Linked DNA regions of Rattus norvegicus: regions 2 and 3 are each linked to region 1. A link is a contact called in public Hi-C data. All regions are on one chromosome and are shown on one strand. The core of a region is the stretch at or near the end of the contact, and the rest is flanking DNA. Distances in the headings are between cores, read along the strand shown. Region 1 overlaps LOC120097571 (a long non-coding RNA gene). Region 2 has its middle 140 kb from the start of Col4a1. Region 3 has its middle 75 kb from the start of Irs2.

Region 1 (3,854 bases), core at 846-3,345:
AAATGCCTGAAACAAACTACTCAGGCTCAGAACCCTTGTGTCTCAGTTTGGGTTTCTATTGCTATGAAGAGACACCATGACCGTGGCAACTCTTTCACAGGAACACAGTTAATTGGAGATGGCTTACAGTTTCAGAGGTTTAGTCTACTATCATCATGGTGGGTAGACATGGTACTGGAGAGGGAGCTGAGAGTTCCGAATCTTAATCTAAAAGCAGCAGTAGGAGTCTGGATCACACTGACCAGACTTAAGCATATATATGAGACTTCAAAGCTTCACCCCCACAGTGACACCCTTCCCCCAACAAGGGCACACCTACTCCAACAAATCCACACCTCCCCATAGGGCCATGCTCCATGGGCCGAACACTCAAACACATGAGTCTATGGGGACCATACCTATTGCAACTACCACAACCGGACTTAGTTGTGTTGAACTGAAATGCATCCTTGTCTCCTGCAATTGGTCTCTCTGCTGCATATGAAGGACACAGAGACCCCAAAGTTCTTTGGTTTGCATGCTATGCCTCCCCCACCACAACAGACTCTAGCTTCTTGCAACTGAAAGCCAAAAATAAACATTCGCTTCCTTAAATTGCTCCAAGTCATGGTATTTTTATCACAGCAACAGAAAAGTGACTAATGCAGCGTTTATCAGTGGCCTATGGTTGTCTCTGAAGTCTCTCTGCCACTTAGGTTTCAGTAACAAGTCCACTCAATGGTACCCCAGTGAGAGCAAGGCAGAACATGCTAGCACAAGTACAATCATCTAATACACTCCAGATCCAATGTGGTGGGCATATGCCTGCTTTCATCTTCTCCCGGCATGGTTTTATGAGACAAAGCCATATTGAGAGAAAACGTTACAAGGGTGGATGAAGGCTGACTACCTCTTCCGCCAGCTCCCAGTTATACCCCAAGGCTTCACTCAACAGCAGATGCCACATCTCAGTTCTGCTCATCTAGGCCACCAGATTCTGGGCAAGGAAGTGTGTGATTCCCAACAATCTTTACTTTGGTGCTTGAAAAAAGAAGTAAGAAAAAGATGTCTAGTCAGTACCTAGCTACCCACAAAACTCGTGCAAATTAGCCACTGACTGCGCTAGGCCTGTGAGGTCCTGCTCATCAGCATCGGAAAAATACATCTTCTCTGAACATGTTCAAAGTTGAAGAATAGAGTTGGAGGGCAGAGGAACTATCTTTAGTTTCTAACTGACCTGAACAGTAAAGACTTGTTTCATTATCCTCTCAGAAATATTGAGCTGCACAGAAGAACTGATTTGAGTGAGGGACCCTTGACAGGGATGTGAAATGTCCCTTCAAGGGTTTGAACACTCAGACCCCAGCTGCGGTACTGTTTTGGGAAACACCTTCAGGCCTAGGGGGAGAAAGAGTATTTTAGAGCCTAGTCCTGTGTCTTAGTTAGGGTTTTACCTCTGTGAACAGGCACCATGGCCAAGGCAAGTCTCGTAAGGGACAACATTTAATTGGGGCTGGCTTACAGGTTCAGAGGTTCAGTCTGCTATCACCAAGGTGGGAACATGGCAGCCTTTGGGCAGGCATGGTGCAGGAGGAGCTGAGTTCTACATCTGCATTTGAAGGCTGCTAGTGGAAGACTCAATCCAGGCAGCTAGGATGAGGTTCTTAAGCCCACACCCACAGTGACACACCTACTCCAACAAGGCCATGCCTTCTAATAGGCTCCTCCCTGGCCCAAGCCTATACAAACCATCACACCCTGCTTCACTACATTTCTCTGCTTCCTGTCACATTTGAGAAGTGACCAAGCAGCCTCCTATACTCATTACCACAGCCGAAGCTGCCTCTGTAACACACCCTGTCCTCTAGGGTGAAGTAATTATTCAGCCATGGGTGATTGTGTAGTGGCTGCTGTGAAATCCCTCCCCCACTTTGTTTTGTTTTGGTTTTGGTATTGCTCAAATGCTGTGACTTAACACGTTCTCAGTAGAGAAGTGCCATGAAGACAGGTGTGGAAGGGACATCCAAGGTCACGTGTCAGGCTGCTGTGACCTTTGTAAGGGCCATCCCCTGTGTCCATGAGAACTACTGGCAAGCGCTTCTGCTACAGCTGTCTATGGCTGATGTCCCCAGGCAGAGAGACAGAAATGAAACAGGGCTGTATCAGGCTCGGGGTGACTCCCTCTGTGTGGGAGGACCTCACAGAACGTTGGTTCTGTGTATGCCATGACTTCCATTCAACACTCCAGTCCAGAGAGCTACTTATTGTTACAGGTATAAAGAGTTTAGTCGTTTGCCTTCTGCTGACAGAATGTAAAGAGATCATACACCTCACTTTAGTCACACTCAGACAAAGTTGGCCATGACTAAGTGCAGTCCATGACTCATTTCCCTTTCACATATTTCAAACCTTTCCCTCTCCAGCCTCTCAGTATAGCTGTGGGATACAGCACTCAATCTATCAAGTCACTCGGGAGCACACAGTAGGGCCAGTCACAATAACAAGGTCACAGGGCAGGGGTGGGAGCAGGAGTCAAGGACAACACGGTAGGGGCTGAGAATCTTCCAGATCATTCTCACATCTGCTATTCCCACCATAGGAAACGCCCTGATTCTACAAACCAAGAGTTCAAGTGAGCAGTTGTGATATAGAGAACATCACCTAAGCAACTGGCCTGAAGCATCCCCTTTCCTCTCACCCATGAAGTCCCTTCTGTCCTCACATGCCCCACTTTACTATCTAGGTGAGCAAAACACTTTTAAAAAGGTTTTTAAAAGTGGTGTGTGTGTGTGTGTGTGTGTGTGTGTGTGTGTGTGTGTATGTGTGTGTATGTATGCCTGTAGCATGTTTGTGTATGTGTATGTATGTGTATGTGTATATATGTATGTATGTGTGCGATACATGTGTATGTATGTATTTAGTATGTTTGCATATTTGTGTGTATGGTGTGTGTCTGTGTATTGTATGTATGTGTATATATATGTATATATATGTGTGTGTATGTGTATGTATGTGTATATATGTTTATGTCTATGTGTGTATGTTTGTGGGGTGTGTGTGTGTGGTATTCTTTCTATTTCTTTGATACCTCCACGACCAAAGGCAAAGAGTTTATTCTGCCTTATAGTTCAGAGGGATAGAGTTCACCATGGTGGGAAAAGCCTGGTGTGTGATAGGAGCAGGAGGCCAGCTTTTCACATTTTTATCTGTACACAGAAAGCCCCAGCAGGAAATGTGATGAGACGGGGAACTTCCTCCAGCAGGACTTCTTCCCATAAAGATTCCATAATCTCCCCAAACAGCTCTAGCAACCAGGGACCGAGTGTCCACATACAAAAGCCTAAGGGGACATTTTTTTCATTCAAACTATCACAGAGTCTGGGCAGACCTGCTGTCAACCTGTTTGCTCCCCAGACAAAGAATAGCTAAACATATTTCCTTTCTTACTCCCATCTCAGGAGGCTCAAGAAATCGCACCAACTACTCATCTCTGTTATGAATTCACAAAACTATAATTTGCTTTCTAGAGATAACTAGATAATTTGTGTAACTGGAACCTGGTTTAGGGCAGTCCACATGACTGCTGTGTTTAGAAGGGCAGAGAAAAACAGTAAGTAGAACATAAGAACTTCTTCAATTCTAGAACAGTTTCTTCACTTGTTCAGCCATTCTCCAGAGAGAGAGAACCCAGCAGATGAACCTACACTCCTGTGTTTGTGTCTCTTGACCCTGGGGTTGGACAGAGAGCTGATATCTCTACCGGTCAAGACATGAAGAATCCTGCCTGAACTGGAAGGCTGTAGTTTTCATTATTTCATAAGCAGATACGGGAGAGTTGTAGGATCCCTGATGCATTGTTTTCTGCCCCAAATGCA
Region 2 (3,854 bases), core at 630-3,129, 510 kb before region 1:
CCCAGCTCGCTGTGGGTAAGCGCTGACCCTGGGCTGATAGTAATGGGTTGCATTTTTTTTTTTTTTAAAAGCAGGCTGAGCAGGCTATGGAGAGCCAGCCAATGAGCAGCATTTCTCTAAGGCTTCACTTCTTGCCTTGAGTTCCTGCCCTGGCTTCCCTCTATAATGAACTACAATTATAAGAGGGGAATAAACCCTTTCCTCCCCAAGAATATCTAAACAAGGGATCACTGGCTAATTGGACGCAAGACTGCAGGCACGTGCTGCAGTCAAGAGGAGATAAGCTGGGAGGAGTTTAATTTGGCACACCTCTGTGATTACTGATAACTTAGGCTGGCACCTATGGTTGGTCTGTCTGTCTTTCCCCGTGTCTCCCTCCTGTCTACAAGCCTCTTCACTCCCAGAAGTGTGGAATGAAGACGTTCTCCCTTGGTACCTTTTTGCAATAATGAGCCACAAGTGACTGCTACCTTACTAGTGAGACTCGTCCCTTTTCTGGAGGTCAGGCGTTTGGCATGGGTCTCACTAGGTTGAGCCAGTCATTATCAAAGGACGATTCCTTCTGGGAGCCCTGATGGAAAAGCTATTTCTTAGCCCCTGGCAGCCCCAGAGTGGCTGCTCTTCTTGGCAGGTCAAGAGCCACACCTGACCCAGTAGTTATAGCCTTACCACTTGAGGAAATGCCACAAAAGGAAATTTACCTTCAATGTGACAAGTGTTCTGTTTTTCAAGACCACTTATGATGCAGAACAGGTAAATCCATCCCCCATCTCCCATGAAGTTCACAGAGATCAGGGGTCAGACCACCCAAGTCTCTTTAGCATGCAGAGCCACAAAGCACCTAGAGTTACAGGGTCCAGTCAGTGGTAGTTTGGGTTGGACGGCACAAAAGGTCATCTATTGTGGGCAGAGTCAAGGTACTATTGCCTCTTTCCATCGCGGCCCAGAAACTGCCTCCAGCCCGCACCCCATCCTCTTCCTTGTACCCCATCGTCCACTGAACCCAGTTATCCCCAGCATCCCATAATCTCCCCATTGCATAATCTCCCTGTCCTTCATCCTCCCTGAACCCCATCCTCTATGCACCCGATCCTTCCTCCCGCACCCCATTCCCCTTCCTGTGCTCTTTCTGTCCTTACACCCCATCCCCTTTTCCTGTACCCTACATGCTACTGCTGTACCCCAATCTCCCCACAGAACTGCATCCTCTGCACCGCACCCCATTTACCCTTCCTGGTTGAAGCCTAGAGCCTCAAATCACCCAAGGGCAACTGGGGTTCATTTCTAGTTCCTAAGCGCCCTGGCTGTTTGTCCCCTAGGGGGCAGCACACTCCACACAAAGTGGCTCAGCCTGAGACACTCTCCTTTCCCAGGGTACCAGCCCTGAACCTGAACAGAAAGGTCAGGTCATCTCCTGGTTGGCCCATTCCTGCTTTCCTTGTGGTTCCTGTCGAGCAGCCATTACCTGGATCCACCCATAAACACGCGCGCGCGCGCGCGCGCGCGCGCACACACACACACACACACACACACACACACACACACACACACACACGAGCACCAGCTCCCACATCCCCCACCCCTCAGTGCCAGTCCCTGCCTCTGCCTCTTCACCCCCACCCGTGTTCTTTGGCTACAGTTGTAGGAAAGGACAGCCCTGGGCTCCCTGCCACAGCGCCAGTTTTGGTTTCTGTGGTGTCCTGTAAAGGACACCTTGGCACACTGGGTGGGTGACAAGGGAGCGCACATGACTTCCCAGGGTGATCCCCGGGCTTGAGCTGCTGACAAGAACTACTTGCATGTGTCTATATTAGGGGCTCCTGTGTCCTGGGTCTGATGCCTTGGTGTGGCCCTGACGCGAGCAGTTAATGACGCTCTCTCTGTGACTCACCCGCGTCCACAGAGAGCAACCAGGATGCCAGGCATGCCAACGGCTCAATGGAGCACTTGGCACCCACGTGAGCCCGCGGCTGCCAGCAGCATGTGACCGAAGGCTCAGCAGCCTGGGAGCCTCCGGTGCCTCTTCTCCCAGCTGCTCCTTGGAGGTCTGTGGGCGGGTCCTGCAGAAGTGATTCCCATCGCAGGGCGTAGAGGACCTCAAAGAGGGGCATGTGAGCGGAATCTCTGGGAAGCCGGACAGAGTGAGGCTTGGCCTCTGGCCGCTTCCCACCTCCCTGCTGAGTGTCCAGTTCTTTTTTTTTTGTTGTTGTTCTTTTTTTCGGAGCTGGGGACCGAACCCAGGGCCTTGTGCTTGCTAGGCAAGCGCTCTACCATTGAGCTAAATCCCCAACCCCGAGTGTCCAGTTCTGATCTCACTGCGCTCACCCAGAAAGTGAAGGTTATATATTCACCGTCTCAGAGTCCTCAGGGCTCAGAACCACCGGAGTCTCTTCCCTTCTAGTTCTGCATGTTGATGTGTGCAGGCTGAGTGATCCCGCAGCTCGTAGGAAGGTCTCTCCTGCTTCTAGCAGTTTTGGATCCAGTTGTGGCACTCCAGTCCTAGCCCCGTGATCCATGTTACTCTTTCCGTTTGTGTGCCCACACCACCCTCTCTTTACATGGATCCTGGCTCTGGCTAGGCCCTCAAAATCTTGTCTTGTTCTAAGTTGTCATAGCTGCAGAAACGGGAGTCCCTGTGAGGAGCCGGCTAAGCTGCTGTCCATAGGCTTCTGGGGTAGGACTTGAACACGCCATTTTGGTGGTGTAATTCACCTAGCAGGGCTTCCTTTGTGAGGCTGAGAGGTTTTTGTGCTCCCGAAGTCTGTTACTAAATACCGTTCAATTTTCTCTGAGTAAACGATAGCTGTGAAGACGTAAACCTCAGGCTGAGCTATCCTCCCACCATCCACTGCTGGTCCCAAGCTCATTGGAAGTGCAGTCCGGGGGGAGTCCTTGCCTCTGCTCCATCTGCTGCTCAGGCCCGTGAGCCCTACCTTAAGATCAACTCAGACTCAAGCCCACAGACTCGGTATTTCTTCTAGATTATAGCAAGACTCTGAAGATGGGTTTGGGTAGGACGCACCATTCTCTCGCAGACTGGTTGTTCTACTGTTGGTTCTGTAGTTCCACCAGGAAGCTCTCTCTCCTCTTGTCAAATCTTTCCTGGTTCCTGGGCCTAGACCTGGCCTAACCTCGGAGGCCTTCTGGCTGGCCTATGGCCTTCAAGTCTCAAGGATGAGGTCAGCAACCCCATTAGGCTCCTTGGACTGAAATGTAAAAGCCAGCCCCCCAGCATCAGCATGTGCTTTTGGGGTACACTCTTTCACTGCTCATGCTGAAGGGCTCTCCCAAACACAAAAGAGAACCCAGAAAAATCCCAGCTCTACCTGCAGTTAGACCCCTGGAGCTCACCCTGCCACAGCCTGGGGGCCGTGAGCAAAACTGCCACCTGTCCCCTCCAGCCTTCACTTCTCTCCCCTGAATAATCACTTCACAGGGAGTGTGGCATCGTCACTGCCTTCATCTGTGGGCCCTGTTGCTTCTGGGAATACTTGTGAGGAGAGGAGAAGGGTCCCCAAACCTTGTGACAAAGCAGTAAGTCCTTGACTGATGAAAACATGAAATGCCAATTCTTAGTGCCCCATGTCACCTCTGTGCATGGGGAAGGAAAGAGAGGAGCTAACAGGGAATTGATAAACTGTCCCAGAAGTTTAAAGCAGCTCCTAAGACAGAGTGAGTCAAGAATCCCAGCTCTGTCACCCACCACCCTCACCACATTAGCAAACAGGCTCTCCCTGCCATAGACCTGCCATCTGTCCCCTTGAACCTGAGGAGGACCTGTCTTCTGTATCGGCATCCAGCTCAGTACCCACCACAGGTCCTCACAGACTCTCGCCATGCTGCTCAACACACAG
Region 3 (3,854 bases), core at 371-2,870, 260 kb before region 1:
GAGAGACACAGAGAGAGAGAGACACAGAGAGAGAGAGATAGAGAGAGACAGAGAGAGACAGAGAGGGACAGAGAGACAGAGAGAGGAGAGAGACAGAGAGAGACACAGAGAGAAAGAGAGACAGAAAGAGAGATAGAAAGAGAGACAGAGAGGGGCAGAGAGAGAGAGAGAGAGAGAGAGAGAGAGAGAGAGAGAGAGAGACCTGTCCACAGAATGGGCACCTGCGTTTTCTTGGCCATGTATACAGACAGCCCCACATATTTCTCATATTCCTCTCTGTTCCCTGGTTAACACCACTGCTTCTACAGTGTGTTCCTAAGCAAGGGTGTAGTGGCTACTCCTGGCTGTCAACTTGACTGTATCTGGAATGAACTACAATCCAGAATTGGAAGGCTCACCTTTGCTCCCGATCTTGAGGCTGGGAGATATAAGTTTCTGACCCGGATCTTGGTATGGAGATCTTGAGGCATAGTGGCTATGAATCTCAGGAGCTTGAGGTAAGGAGATCTCTTGAGTTCAAGGTCACCCAAGACAAAGCAAGCCCCAGATCCAAGCATGGTGGTACATACCTTTAATCTGGGATACACCTTTAATCTAGAGACCTGCATAAGGACATTGGAAGAAGGAAGAGTCTCCCTCTTTTTTGCCTGCCTGCCTTGTGAGATTGAGGGACTGCTAGATCCTTGGACTTCCATTCACAGCTGCTGCTGACCATTGCTGGGGAGTTGGAATACAGACTGTAAGTCATCAACCAATCCTCTTACTGTATAGAGACTGCCCATGAGTTCTGTGACTCCAGAGAACCCTGACTAAGACAAGTGCTAACACCTGCCCTCCTCTCTCCTTGGCACTGCTGCCTTCCCACCTAGGTAGATTCACCTTAAATCAGTTTCCCTTTCGGGATATCAGTTCCCCAGAGTATTTCATCTGGTCTGGGGCAACCCAACCTAGAGCTGTGTGGCCGGCTTAGGACAGGCTCTCGTGGATTAATTATTCACCTAACAAATAAGTAATTGAGTGAATGACTACTCAGAAACGCTGAAGCTCTGTATTCCTGGACTTGGTCTGGGGAGGCCTGGTGTTTGTTTTGATTTGTGCTTCGTTCAAGTAACTTATTTATGCGCCTTCCAAAAGGAACATAGGGCGTCTTACAAAATGTACGTGCAATAAAATAAAAATAGACATGGAAAAATAAAAAAAAAGGAGCAAGAATAAAAACAAGGCAGCTTCATCCTTATAGGCAGGAAAGGTGCGTTTTAGAAAGCACCTCTCTGTTATATTCCAAGACAGGATACAGGAAATGTGACGCACCTCAGACGATGGTCCCTCAGACATCACAATGTGCTCTGGCTAGAGGAAGGGTTTTACCCTGAAAGCTATGGCCCTTCCCAAGGGCACTTTCAAGGTTAAGAACAAGAGAAAAACCTTTCTCGGTGTAAAAAACCTCCCCAGTGGGTTACCTTTTCCTTAAATTGTTGGCTTATCTGCCAAGAAACACTTGAACCGATAAGAAAACGTAAGAACAAAACCCAGCCGTTTCCAAGCAGCTGCTGAGACAGCTCCTGGGCAGCTGTGCTCCTGGGACGGGGCTTGCAAAACGACTGACTGAGTTCTTTCAGCATAGAGAGAAAACAGTCCAGTTTCACAATGGTAGGCTTGATTATGGCCTAACTTTCTGATTCCCTAGATAACCAAGAGTCCCCTTGCAGCCATGGTGACACCCCGGGACCGTCTTAAACACAAGCACAGACTCGTCCTCAGTCAGTGTACCCACAGAGGCTGTCTGCTCACGTGTGCAGACTGTGAGCCCTGTCCACTGGTGTCAGCGTGACTTGCAGGACTGTATGTGTTTGTGGTCCCTGGTCCCCGCACCCCAGCTCCTGCACCATCACAGATATCAGCCGCGGCATGGACTTTAGTGCAGAAGTCCCGATTTGTTCTTGCCTTCTCCACACCTGCGTGTGCTTCCAAAACACTTGCAAATGGAGAGATCCTTGGAAATCCAGTCGCAATGACTCTGCAAATGGCAGGTTGGGGGACACAAGCGCCCAGCAGCTACAAGGTGTGGGACCTCACAGAGCCCTTCTCTCCCACTCTGTCCCCTATCAGAGCCACTCAGGGTGGACCTCTGCTTGACACACTGAGTCCACGTGTTTGGGCTTCCCTGTGCTCAGCCCCCCTCACCTGCCCCTTTTCTCTGTATTTGTCTTCATTCTGGCCTGCTGATCTAGTCACAGCAGGCTGTGGATCTCCAGGCCCCCCTGACTGACCATTGCCTAACTTTTCCTTTAGCCCAGACTCAATGGAGCCAGAGCCAGAGGCCTCTGGGCCTCCAAGGGGAAGCCGCTGCTGAGAAGCAGTGAATTCTTACAGAGTGGGGTAAACATCACCTTTTCCCTAGTTGACCTGCTCTTGTTGCAAATACACCCACCCTTGCTGCTCAGGTTACAAGTTTAGACTTGACCTTGAGCCAAATTGCTTGTTTTCTGCTTCTTGCTGGGTTTTACACAGGAGGCGACTGGGCGGACTGCTTGGACACAACCCGGACCCTGTGCTCTCCGGGCGGCATACTTATTTCTATGAAGTGATAGTTAAGGCGGCACAGGCGCCTGGAAGGCCACGCCCCATTCTGGAAAGATGCATCGGTCGCTGATCCAACCTTCTTTGTAGTCCTGTAGGATGAGATCTGACGTCAATTTGTTTAATCCCTTGTTTGATCTTGGGGTGCCATATGCTCCGTGGGGGTTCAACAGAGGCAATCACAGGATGTCCTGGAGTACAGGTGGGCAGTCTTGGACCTAGAGATTAGTGACATCATCAGGTTGAGAAACGCTGACGTGTAACAAACCCCTCAGACCTGAAACAGCACTGGGTGGGGAATTCTTCTTCTGCAGCCAGACTCCAGTCACCTCTGCCTGCCTGGATCCATGAAGTCCATTAGTGAATCCTCCCTTTGTGAAGCAGAGCTTTCAGACTGCACCCTTAGATGGACTCAGGGGTCTTTTTTGCGAGGCCACTGGCCCTGTGGGGACCTGTCTGCTGCTGTGACCTCTGGCCCTGCTAGATGTGTGGAGCCTGCCCGGGACAGGATCTTCCCTCAGGCACTGCCCCTCAAGTGTAGAGGCTTTCCCTGGAGAGGTGTGACAGCTACGGGTGGGGTACCAGGTGATGATGTGTCAGAGAGCTGGGCACCAGATGCCACTGAGGTCTCAGCGTGTGGGATTCATTCCCCTTCCCATTCTCGGAGTGAGCCCCAGCACACTCACAGAATTTTCTTCCAGTTCCCTCCCTAGCCAGGAACCGAGCACCTTGCCATCGGCCTGCCTCCACATACACAGAGATTCTTAAGGGGAATTCAGGCACATCCAGGCAAAGCCCCAAGTGTGCAGAACCACTGCCCAGGCCAACTCTCTCCTCTCCCCTGTCAGGATGCATAGCCAATTACTTCCTACCAGATCCTCTCTGTGTCTCTTCAGTCTTTTTTGGCTACTCTCTTTAGAGCCAAGCCAACTAACACCATCCTGACAATGCCAGAATTAAGATCTCTCTGGGTCTATCTCCCCTACCACCACCACCACAACCCTGCTCTGTTTCCTTGTGTGCTCCAAACATCAAACCCTCCATCGCCATCACACTATGTTGTCCCCACCCATTAGGCTTATTGACCTAATTGTTATTTGTGTTAGGAACTGGGCTGGACCTTGTGGAAGAGAAGAAGAGGTGGGTCAGTGAGATGACTTGAAGACCTGAGTTCAAGGTCTGACACTCACACTAAAAGAGGCAGTGGTACACGGCCATTCCAGTACTCCTACAGAGAGTTGGGAACCGGAGAAAAGAGATTTGCACAGAAGCGC

Evidence for each region. A called contact is a pair of places that touch in the nucleus more often than the background predicts.
Region 2: a Hi-C map of liver shows a contact between it and region 1, with 7 times the contacts expected there. The contact joins two enhancer-like sites. A contact is called at or near these places in 2 of 12 Hi-C or Micro-C datasets (kidney and liver).
Region 3: a contact with region 1 is called in a Hi-C map of liver, with 4 times the contacts expected there. The contact joins two enhancer-like sites. A contact is called at or near these places in 2 of 12 Hi-C or Micro-C datasets (both in liver).

What each region holds. Positions count from the first base shown.
Region 1 is chr16:85,526,811-85,530,664 of GRCr8, forward strand. LOC120097571 (a long non-coding RNA gene) reads left to right here. Exons shown (of 7, transcript XR_010058510.1): 2 at 2,579-2,722. Among named protein-coding and RNA genes, the nearest start is that of Irs2, 340 kb to the left of the region's middle. Within about 2 kb of position 2,096, at least 9 of the 93 cell types and tissues checked have an H3K27ac peak or open chromatin away from gene starts, as enhancers often do. A contact at or near this core is called in liver, where this site is marked.
Region 2 is chr16:85,020,467-85,024,320 of GRCr8, forward strand. No RefSeq gene overlaps it. Among named protein-coding and RNA genes, the nearest start is that of Col4a1, 140 kb to the left of the region's middle. Within about 2 kb of position 1,880, at least 40 of the 93 cell types and tissues checked have an H3K27ac peak or open chromatin away from gene starts, as enhancers often do. A contact at or near this core is called in liver, where this site is marked.
Region 3 is chr16:85,263,006-85,266,859 of GRCr8, forward strand. No RefSeq gene overlaps it. Among named protein-coding and RNA genes, the nearest start is that of Irs2, 75 kb to the left of the region's middle. Within about 2 kb of position 1,621, at least 2 of the 93 cell types and tissues checked have an H3K27ac peak or open chromatin away from gene starts, as enhancers often do. A contact at or near this core is called in liver, where this site is marked.